Linked DNA regions of Salmo salar: region 1 is linked to region 2. The links are chromatin contacts, called in public Hi-C maps. All regions are on one chromosome and are shown on one strand. Each heading gives the region's core, a stretch centred on a gene start, on an enhancer-like site or on the middle of the called end of the contact. The rest is flanking DNA. Distances are from core to core; before and after follow the strand shown. Region 1 holds the start of LOC106566958 (protein RER1). Region 2 holds the start of LOC100194660 (Y-box binding protein-2).

Region 1 (4,859 bases), core at 1,147-3,646, 280 kb before region 2:
TGCCGTTCCCTTCACAGCTCCGTAGGCAATCACCATGGTCTTGTAGCGGATGCGAGCTTCAACTGGAAGCCAGTGGAGAGAGCGGAGGAGCGGGGTGACATGAGAGTACTTGGGAAGGTTGAACACCAGACGGGCTGCGGCGTTCTGGATGAGTTGTAGGGGTTTAATGGCACAGGCAGGGAGCCCAGCCAACAGTGAGTTGCAGTAATCCAGACGGGAGATGACAAGTGCCTGGATTAGGACCTGCGCCGCTTCCTGTGGGAGGCAGGGTCGTACTCTGCGAATGTTGTAGAGCATGAACCTACAGGATCGGGTCACCGCCTTGATGTTAGTGGAGAACGACAGGGTGTTGTCCAGGATCACGCCAAGGTTCTTAGCACTCTGGGAGGAGGACACAAGGGAGTTGTCAACCGTGATGGCGAGATCATGGAACGGGCAGTCCTTCCCCGGGAGGAAGAGCAGCTCCGTCTTGCCGAGGTTCAGCTTGAGGTGGTGATCCATCATCCACACTGATATGTCTGACAGACATGCAGAGATGCGATTCGCCGCCTGGTTATCAGAAGGGGGAAAGGAGAAGATTAATTGTGTGTCGTCTGCATAGCAATGATAGGAGAGACCATGTGAGGATATGACAGAGCCAAGTGACTTGGTGTATAGCGAGAATAGGAGAGGGCCTAGAACAGAGCCCTGGGGGACACCAGTGGTGAGAGCGCGTGGTGCGGAGACAGATTCTCGCCACGCCACCTGGTAGGAGCGACCTGTCAGGTAGGACGCAATCCAAGCGTGGGCCGCGCCGGAGATGCCCAACTCGGAGAGGGTGGAGAGGAGGATCTGATGGTTCACAGTATCAAAGGCAGCAGATAGGTCTATAAGGATGAGAGCAGAGGAGAGAGAGTTAGCTTTAGCAGTGCGGAGAGCCTCCGTGACACAGAGAAGAGCAGTCTCAGTTGAATGCCCAGTCTTGAAACCTGACTGATTAGGATCAAGAAGGTCATTCTGAGAGAGATAGCAGGAGAGCTGGCCAAGGACGGCACGTTCAAGAGTTTTGGAGAGAAAAGAAAGAAGGGATACTGGTCTGTAGTTGTTGACATCGGAGGGATCGAGTGTAGGTTTTTTCAGAAGGGGTGCAACTCTCGCTCTCTTGAAGACGGAAGGGACGTAGCCAGCGGTCAAGGATGAGTTGATGAGCGAGGTGACATCTCCACAGTGTGATGCTGCCACCACCATGCTTTATCATGGGGATGATGCCATATTTCCTTCAGACTTGATGCTTGGCATTCAGGCAAAAGAGTTAAATCTTGGTTACATCAGACCAGAGTATCTTGTTTCTCATGTTCTGAGAGTCTTTGGTTGCCTTTTGGCAAACTCCAAACTGGCTGTCATGTGCCTTTTATTGAGGAGTTGCTTCTGTCTGGCCACTCTACCATAAAGGCCTGATTGATGGAGTGCTGCAGAGATGGTTGTCCTTCTGGAAGGTTCTCCCATTTCCACAGGGAACTCCTGAGCTCTGTCAGAGTGACCATCGGGTTCTTGGTCACCTCCCTGATCAAGGACCTTCTCCCCCTATAGCTCAGTTTTGCCGGGTGGCCAGCTCTAGGAAGAGTCTTGGTGGTTCCAATCTTCTTCCATTTAAGAATGATGGAGGCCACTGTGTTCTTGGGGACCTTCAATGCTGCATAAATGATCTGTGCCTCGACACAATCTTGTCGCGGCACAGATCTCACAGACCTTCAACCTCATGGCTTGGTTTTTGCCCTGACATACACTGTTAACTGTGGGACCTTATATAGACAGGTGTGTGCCTTTCCAAATCATGTCCAATCAATTGAATTTACCACAGTTGGACTCCAATCAAGTTGCAGATGATCAATGGAAAGAGGATCCCCCTGAGCTCAATTTCGAGTCTTATAGCAAATGGTCTGAATACCTATGTAAATAAGATATTTCCGTTTTTTTTATATACATTTGAAAACATTTTAACTTTTTCATTATGGGTTATTGTGTGAAGATTAATGAGGATTTTTATTTATTTAATCAATTTTACAATAAGGCTGTAACGCAACAAAATGTGGAAAAAGTCAGGGGGTCTGAATACTTTCCGAATGCATTGTAAGTTCCTTCAAATAGTTAATGACCCTCGTCCTAATGAGTAAACATACAACTTGTCAAAAGGTGTGTGTACTCTGTCATATGCTGTATTATATTATTTTTAGAGAGAAAGAATAAGTAGGCTATTTAATTAGGAGCATTATTTTAGGCTATGTGAAAAGCAATTCAAAGTACAGGTTTGGCTGGATTATTTGTTGTTGTTGCAATAGTGTCATATATAATTGTAGTTCATATTTTCCCCTTGTCTTTTGAAAGAAGTAGGTATTTTCATTTCTCCAGTGGCCAGGCAAAGTGCCACAAACCCCCTGTGCATCTCCCACACGGTCCAGGGTTTTCTTGGCTCTTCTGATCTTGCCTGCCGTACTTTAAAGCGAGTCCTCGCGGAAGTACTGACGTGTACACATTAGCCGAACCAGCACGAGAGGTAGTTAGGTAGAGCCGAGAGTGACACAGCGGCAGAATCAGGTAAGAAAAACCTGTCTTGCAGCAGTATGTCTGTCAGTAGGTGTGTGAACACATGTTCTTTAGTTTTAGTTGAATTAAGGGAACCAATACCAAAGTCATATTTCAATTGAATTCCTCTCTCAATATGGTATCGAGATGCTATGCCTATGCTAGCTAGAAAGGGCTCGGTTTCTAACCGGAAGTGAGTTGTCAAATTCACGAAGTTACTGCTGGTGGGTGTAGTTCAATCTCCGCTGATTTGTAGCCATCAAAATGACAAGATTGAGATTAAAGACTACAATTTCCTTCTGTAAAGTAGCAGGGTTGAACTGTTTGATTCCCGCTACACATTATGGGAAGTAGAGTGAATCCATCAGTGTTTCACACACACTGTTAATGAAAGGTGGTTGTTTAAAAACTACACAAACCAGGAAGTTGTTTTTTGAGGCGGGCATCACTAATTAGCTTTTTCTAATGTTAGCTAACGTCACTCACCCTGCTTGCGAGACAGGAAAACATTTAATCAAAATTGTGCTATAAATCAAAAACACAAATGCTAAACATCTCAAACACTATAAATAATTGTTTTAGCTGGCTACAGTAGCTAGCAACTGCATTCGTTGGCTTGCTCGCTAGCTAACCAGTAAACGATTCAATGTTGGGGAGCTAACTAGCCATTATGAGAAGAGACCGTCTATGTGAGCGACTCAACTCCACGATTTACAATAGAGTTGCGCGCCGACTAGTGTGTGGGCGGCTTATGTTATGTTTTTAATACAAACTACCGATTTCAGGGCTATTCTTTGGGTGCTGAAATATGTCGTTTTTGATTAATTTAATTTTGTGACTTCGGAACTCCAGTCTGCCCACACTAGTCGCAGCTCGTAAATCGTGGGGTTTAGTTTAATTCGGCTATCAAGTCTGTCATTATCAGCTAACTTAAGTCTCACAATAATTGGACCGCTGTTTGATAAGCAACGTGACATTTGACATGAATGGTAATTAAAATGAAACTATTATCGTTTGAGCCGGTAGACCTTCCAAGGGGGCTAGCCTATTACAAGCCAAGGACTTTGGGTGGGCCGAGTTGGGATAACATTAAACCAGTACTTAGGCTTGAGGAGAAGATATCTCCTCTGATGCCCATTATCCTTAAATTTCAAAGTCCCATTAATCAGCTCTGCAAATGTGATGTCAAAATAAGTTCAGTACGCACCCAAAATATGGAGTTTCGCAGCGTCTTTACTGCCGTTGTGCGCAGTATGTACTTGCAAAAGATTTCTAAATAAAAATAGTTGAGTGCATGAGCCAAATCCACCTTCGGCACCTCCCAATATAATAACTGATTACTACCACGCACAGGAAGGCTGATCCAGCAGCAGTACAGTATTCCTTAAGATAATTTATTTTATTTAGACCTTTTTTGGCAGTACATACCATGCCAAACGGCAATAATGACAATACTTTCTCTGCAAAACTATTTTGGTGAGTACTATGACATAACGTTTGCAGAACTGGTTCAGGATAACATGTCAGTTATCCTATGTTGATGTAGCTGACTTAACTCAATTCCATGGAGTTGAGCAGGGACCAGGCTTTGTGGAATTCAGCTACTATTACATCGAATCGCTCCCAAGGTCAATACTTAAACATTTACATTATGTAACACTTACCATGATGTATCTATGTTTGCCCTCTAGTTGCATGTCTTTCCTTGTTTGCAGAAATCAGATTGTTTGCTTGTTGCTTTTAGATGGCATATGCATGTGCCAATTTTGAATCTCAACAACCAGTCGGTTGTACTTGATTCATGTTTTATAAAAAAATATGGATTTCAGCAAACAAAGGCACTCAACTACAGAGGATTAAACATAGGTACAAGGTAAGCGTTTCATGTTTTGTTGTTGAAGTATTGACGTTGGGCAAATCAATTTAGTCAGAGCTGAATTCCACAAAGCCTGGTCTCTGCTCAACTCTGTTCATGGAGTTCATCAGAAACTTCCTTAACGGACCTCCTGAAAGGCGCAACGGTCTAAGGCACTGCATTGCAGAGCTGGAGGCATCACTACAGACCTGGGTTTGACCCCGGGCTGTATCACAACCGGCCGTGATCAGGAGTCTCATAGGGCAGCGCATAATTGGCCCAGCATCATCCGGGTTAGGGGAGGGTTTGGCCAGAAAGGATTTACTTGGCACATCGCGCTCTAGCGACTCCTTGTGGTGGGCCAGACGCCTGCAGGTTGACCTCGGTCATCAGTTGAACGGTGTTTCCTCCGACACATTGGTGCGGCTGACTTCTGGGTTAA
Region 2 (4,678 bases), core at 194-2,693:
TACTAGGTAACTAGCTAGACAACCATTTACCCAGTTCAACAGAGCAAGGCTTGAATCTTCGCACGTGGCGTCGCGCCCCATGATGATGGCTTGCTATTTTGCTAGCTAACGTTAGCATATTATAATTTGGTCTCAACCATGTGGTTGGACATGAGCCAGGATGTCGTTCATAACGTCAAATTAATACTCATGTGCACCGAGTTAGAAATATAGTGTTGGGTACGGTTTCATGCTTAATAAAAGTACAATTGTCAGCTAAAGCGGGACAAAAGAAATTCGTAGAATCCGAATATCAAGGCGGACATTTTGGGGGCCCCTATAGCTATCAACTCACCCGAACGGAAAGCTAGCTAGCTGACTAGCTTGGCCATCTGCAATTTTAATTTTAATAATCATTTGGGGGCTATGTTTTTTCATCGTACACTTGGTTATATAGTTATCTAACGTTAGCAATGTATTAGCGAGGTTGTTAGCATGATCGCTAGCAAGCAAGTTAATTAGTATGTGCATAGCTGCGAACAAAGGGATACGAATGCAATCGAGCCTCTGCAGTGCAGTCAATCATGGGCCTCAATGAATTGTTTGTTACAAGTCCCCATTATAACTTTAGAAAATAAAATGCAAGCAAAACTGTCGTATACACTACCAATGTATTGGAAACAGTGTTCTTTACGGTCAATCTAACTAACGTTGGTTACAGTTACAACATGTGACAAACCAGAGGCCAAACCACATGCATTACAGTATTAGCTAGCCAACGTTACCTGTAAACTTGTCTCACAGGTCAGGTGTGTGGTCAGACGGATTGATGCGTTACCCGTTAGGCTAGGTAGAAAACAGTTGTAGACCAACTGACATTTTGAATTGGCACATTGGCCAATGTACCGTTACAGTTGAGACTAACTATCAACGATATAACGTTAAACGATTTCAAACTAGCAAACTAAATAAAGAAACGGAACACTACTTAGCGGTTGTTATCTAACTAGTTAGCCAATAACAATATCTAGATTTAGACAGCTAGTTAGGTAACTAACGTTAACCGTTTTAATAATCAGCTGACGTTGTGAACTAACGTCAGTTAGCCAACGGACATAGTTTTTAGTTAAGCGAATTGTAGGCAAGTTAGTAAGCTTTTGGGAGTAACGTTACCGTGCCAATAAACCCACATTTGCATTTAATGGTTCACCTGGCCAGCTTGCTTACCGATGACCTTCTTATCCCCCGCGGAAACGGCTGCTTCCGCCGGGCTGGATGGGCTCTCCGCGTCGACGACAGCAGGCTCCGGCGGTTGTGTCTCGGCCTCGCTGCTCATGTTTTCTGGTTGGTTATGGCTTTTGCCGGCGGTGGCTCTCTAGTGTGTTTCCCGGTTCTAGATGGTAACCTGGGCCGGCGGTGGTGGGGGCTGCTGCCTTCGGGCTCTCAACTTTCCTCTCTCCGCTCCCGTTGCCGATCGAACTGGGAGGAATGAGAAAAGACGCGAAGGAATATCCCTAGCCATAGTCCCTCCCACGCTGTAATATAATTGGTCAATTCTTTCTTCTCTATAAACGTAACGAATCATTTTCGTTACTATTGGTTATATTGGTTGCCAGTTATTCAACAACAAAAATATTCCGTGAATATTGGTAGAAGAGAAATGTCGAAAACCAACACCGGCTACACGATCACGACACATTGTAGCTAGCTAACCCATTTTGTTACATTGTACAGTACGCCTAGATTATGGAGGAACAAAACTGCCGTAATTAGAATTAAATGAATAAATGCATTCATACAAATAGATACATACATTAATACATCCATATAAATGTATACATAAATAGATAAACGGATGAATGATTGCATACAAATATATCAATATTTAAATAATTAATCCCACTTATTTTATTCATTTATATAATTTCTCTATTTCTGTATTTCTTCCTCCAATATGATAATGAGGGGGTGTCAAGCAAAGGTATGTGGGTGGTGTCTAACACACCATTGGTTGATCAATGCCACAGAGCGATGATCGATTGCATTTGCCTGGGCTGCGTTCTGTATTTAATTTATTTCACCTTTATTTAACCAGGTAGGCAAGTTGAGAACAAGTTCTCATTTACAACTGCGACCTGGCCAACTGTATGACAAAGTGTCCAAAGCTTAAAGGTCATGTTTCACAATAATATATAATAAATTAACATTTTGTTGCTTTGTCGCACGTGCACAATAAAAACTCCCAGAAATAACACACGGTACATTTTCCTTGCTTGACGGAGAAACAGGTGAACAGTTTTGGAACACTGAGCCAATAACTGTACCAGGTCTGTGTTACGCGTGGGTTGCCTTTCACAATAAGGCACCGGACTACGCCGTATAGTTTTCAACCTAGAAGCAGACCAAGAGACGAGAGTAGGCAAGTAGTCTACCGGGATGGGCGAGAGGAATGTCCAGTTGTCCATAAAAGCATGGTAATCTAACTCAGTTTTACACTTCGCTAGCTAGCTAGATAATGAACTAAACTGCAGTCAAGTAAGGAGGAGCATGCTGTCACGATGGAATAAATCACCTATGTGAAGCTAGCCACAATAGTGTACTTTACTGTTTGCCTTAGCAATTGTTAGTGAGATGAGACATGGTGTCATAAAATAAATAATATCTTAGCAAGTTATAAATTCACATGTATGCCATGTACTGTAATTTGTAATAGCTGTTATCACACAATGGCATGCATAATTTTAATTAGATCTATTGTCATTTACAGACAGGAATGTGAAAATTGACATACTGATACATGATTCCTAAATACATGTGCCATTTTCTTGTTAATCTCTGCAGGTTTGTCATCTGATTTCTTTGAGCCTGGTGGAGAAGGATGCAACCATACTACAAGGCAGGACATTTCGCTGCATCCAAGTTGAGGATTGCTACCAGCGGGAATATGGAGCACTCTGTCAGTAAGTCATGATATTTTTGTTTTACATTGCATGGTACTAGGCAGGAGGCCCTGGGCCAGTCAGGGTTAGGGTTCTCTCTCTTTCTAGCACTCACTACCTCTATCCATCTCTCTCCAGCTGCTACAGAGACAGACTGGGCCAAGGACCTCCAGAGCCTTCTGACCCACTACCTCTATCCATCTCTCTCCAGCTGCTACAGAGACAGAATGGGCCAAGGACCTCCAGAGCCTTCTGACCAATTACCTGCGTTCTCTTCAGACTACAGAGAAGTAAGCTACACTCATAGTGTACCTAATGTATCATGTAAACCTCCTTCACTGTGGCAGTCCGCCAGTGTGATGACATAGTATATTATCTAGAGCCACTTGTTGGATTGGATTTACTGAACTCACACCATAAATCATGCTCTCTCCTCCCTGTAAATGTCTCCCACACTTTTATCAAAACTAATGTGTCCATCCCCTTATCCCCAGGTGAGTCTGTTGGACTATGGAACTTAAGAGCAGCACATCAAAAAACCTGCCACCCTGTTGTCAGGTATATGCAGACAGTTCCCTGAAGAAGGATGCCACTATCAAGGCTTAAAGGCCACATTTTGGGGATGACCAAATGCAATATAGTTTTGTATAAACTAATTTTATTAGATTACAAAGCAACTTTTTCATAGCATGTTTGTCACTAACTTTTACTTATTTCTGTGGTAACTTAAACTCAACACTTGGAGCTTATGATTCAAAAGGTCTAAAGTATATGAACGTCTCATGTAAAGGGTGAATACATTTTATTAATGTATATCACACAGGTCTCAACAAAAAAATATATCTCAGACAAGATTGAAGAATGGAACAAGTAAAGTGAATATAAGTCAGTAATTGTGTCCGTAGCAGTTTTTATGAATTTGAGTGGTTACATACAATACATGTTGACTGAATGGCTTTACTTCCAGGTAAGGCCCTTGCTTCTGGTACCACTGAAGGCCACAGTCATCAGGCAGGCAGCTTGAAGAAATGTCACCATCCAGGCCCATGTCATAGCATGCAGTTGTCTGATTGGGAGATGACATGCATTATGTACTTTTCATCACCAAAGCCGTGTTAGCATTTACTGCACGTTGCTGAACAATTCAACCCTTTTGTTAGTGTCATTGATATATTGAAATTCGCATACAATATTCAGTTCATAAGCACTGACTAATACCTCTATGGCAGGGGTAGGCAACCCTGGATCTGGAGTGGTGCAGCCACTTCCTGTTTTGATTTAACCAACCTGGAAGACTAGGTGTGTTGATTTTAGGCAATCACTCAACTGATCAATTAGTACAGTTGGTCAGGGCTGCGTTCACTACATAAAAACGTAATAGAACATTAAATGGAACTGAAACGGTGCTGTATTGAACAACTAGTTGAGAAACGGGGAGGGGTTTGGTTGTGGGTTCAAAAGGTACCTTAAATACGTAACTTATTGCTTCAAGCCACACCCACCAAACGGAGGAAATTAATATCTGTTCAATACCATTCAATAATATTTTGGGAACAGGGTTGCCTACCCCTGCTCTAGGGACCTGTGGTGTAAGGACTGCTGTGCAACAGCGTTCTTCCAGGGACCATATTCACAAAGCATCTCAGTGAAGGCATAATGTATCCTAATATCAGGGGAATATGGGCCCTGGCCTATCAGCATGCTAGCCTGTCAGCAATGCCCCTCCACTTGAAATGCAACAAAAACATAAGTAAGAATTA

What was found. A called contact is a pair of places that touch in the nucleus more often than the background predicts.
Region 1: a contact with region 2 is called in a Hi-C map of gill, with 2.3 times the contacts expected there. The contact joins the promoter of LOC106566958 here to the promoter of LOC100194660 in region 2. A contact is called at or near these places in 2 of 3 Hi-C or Micro-C datasets (blood and gill).

The regions. Positions count from the first base shown.
Region 1 is chrssa13:45,841,921-45,846,779 of Ssal_v3.1, reverse strand. LOC106566958 (protein RER1) reads left to right here and starts at 2,396. Exons shown (of 7, transcript XM_014135656.2): 1 at 2,396-2,574.
Region 2 is chrssa13:45,557,806-45,562,483 of Ssal_v3.1, reverse strand. It overlaps LOC100194660 (Y-box binding protein-2), which reads right to left and starts at 1,443. Exons shown (of 8, transcript NM_001139744.1): 1 at 1,207-1,443. The coding sequence starts at 1,315.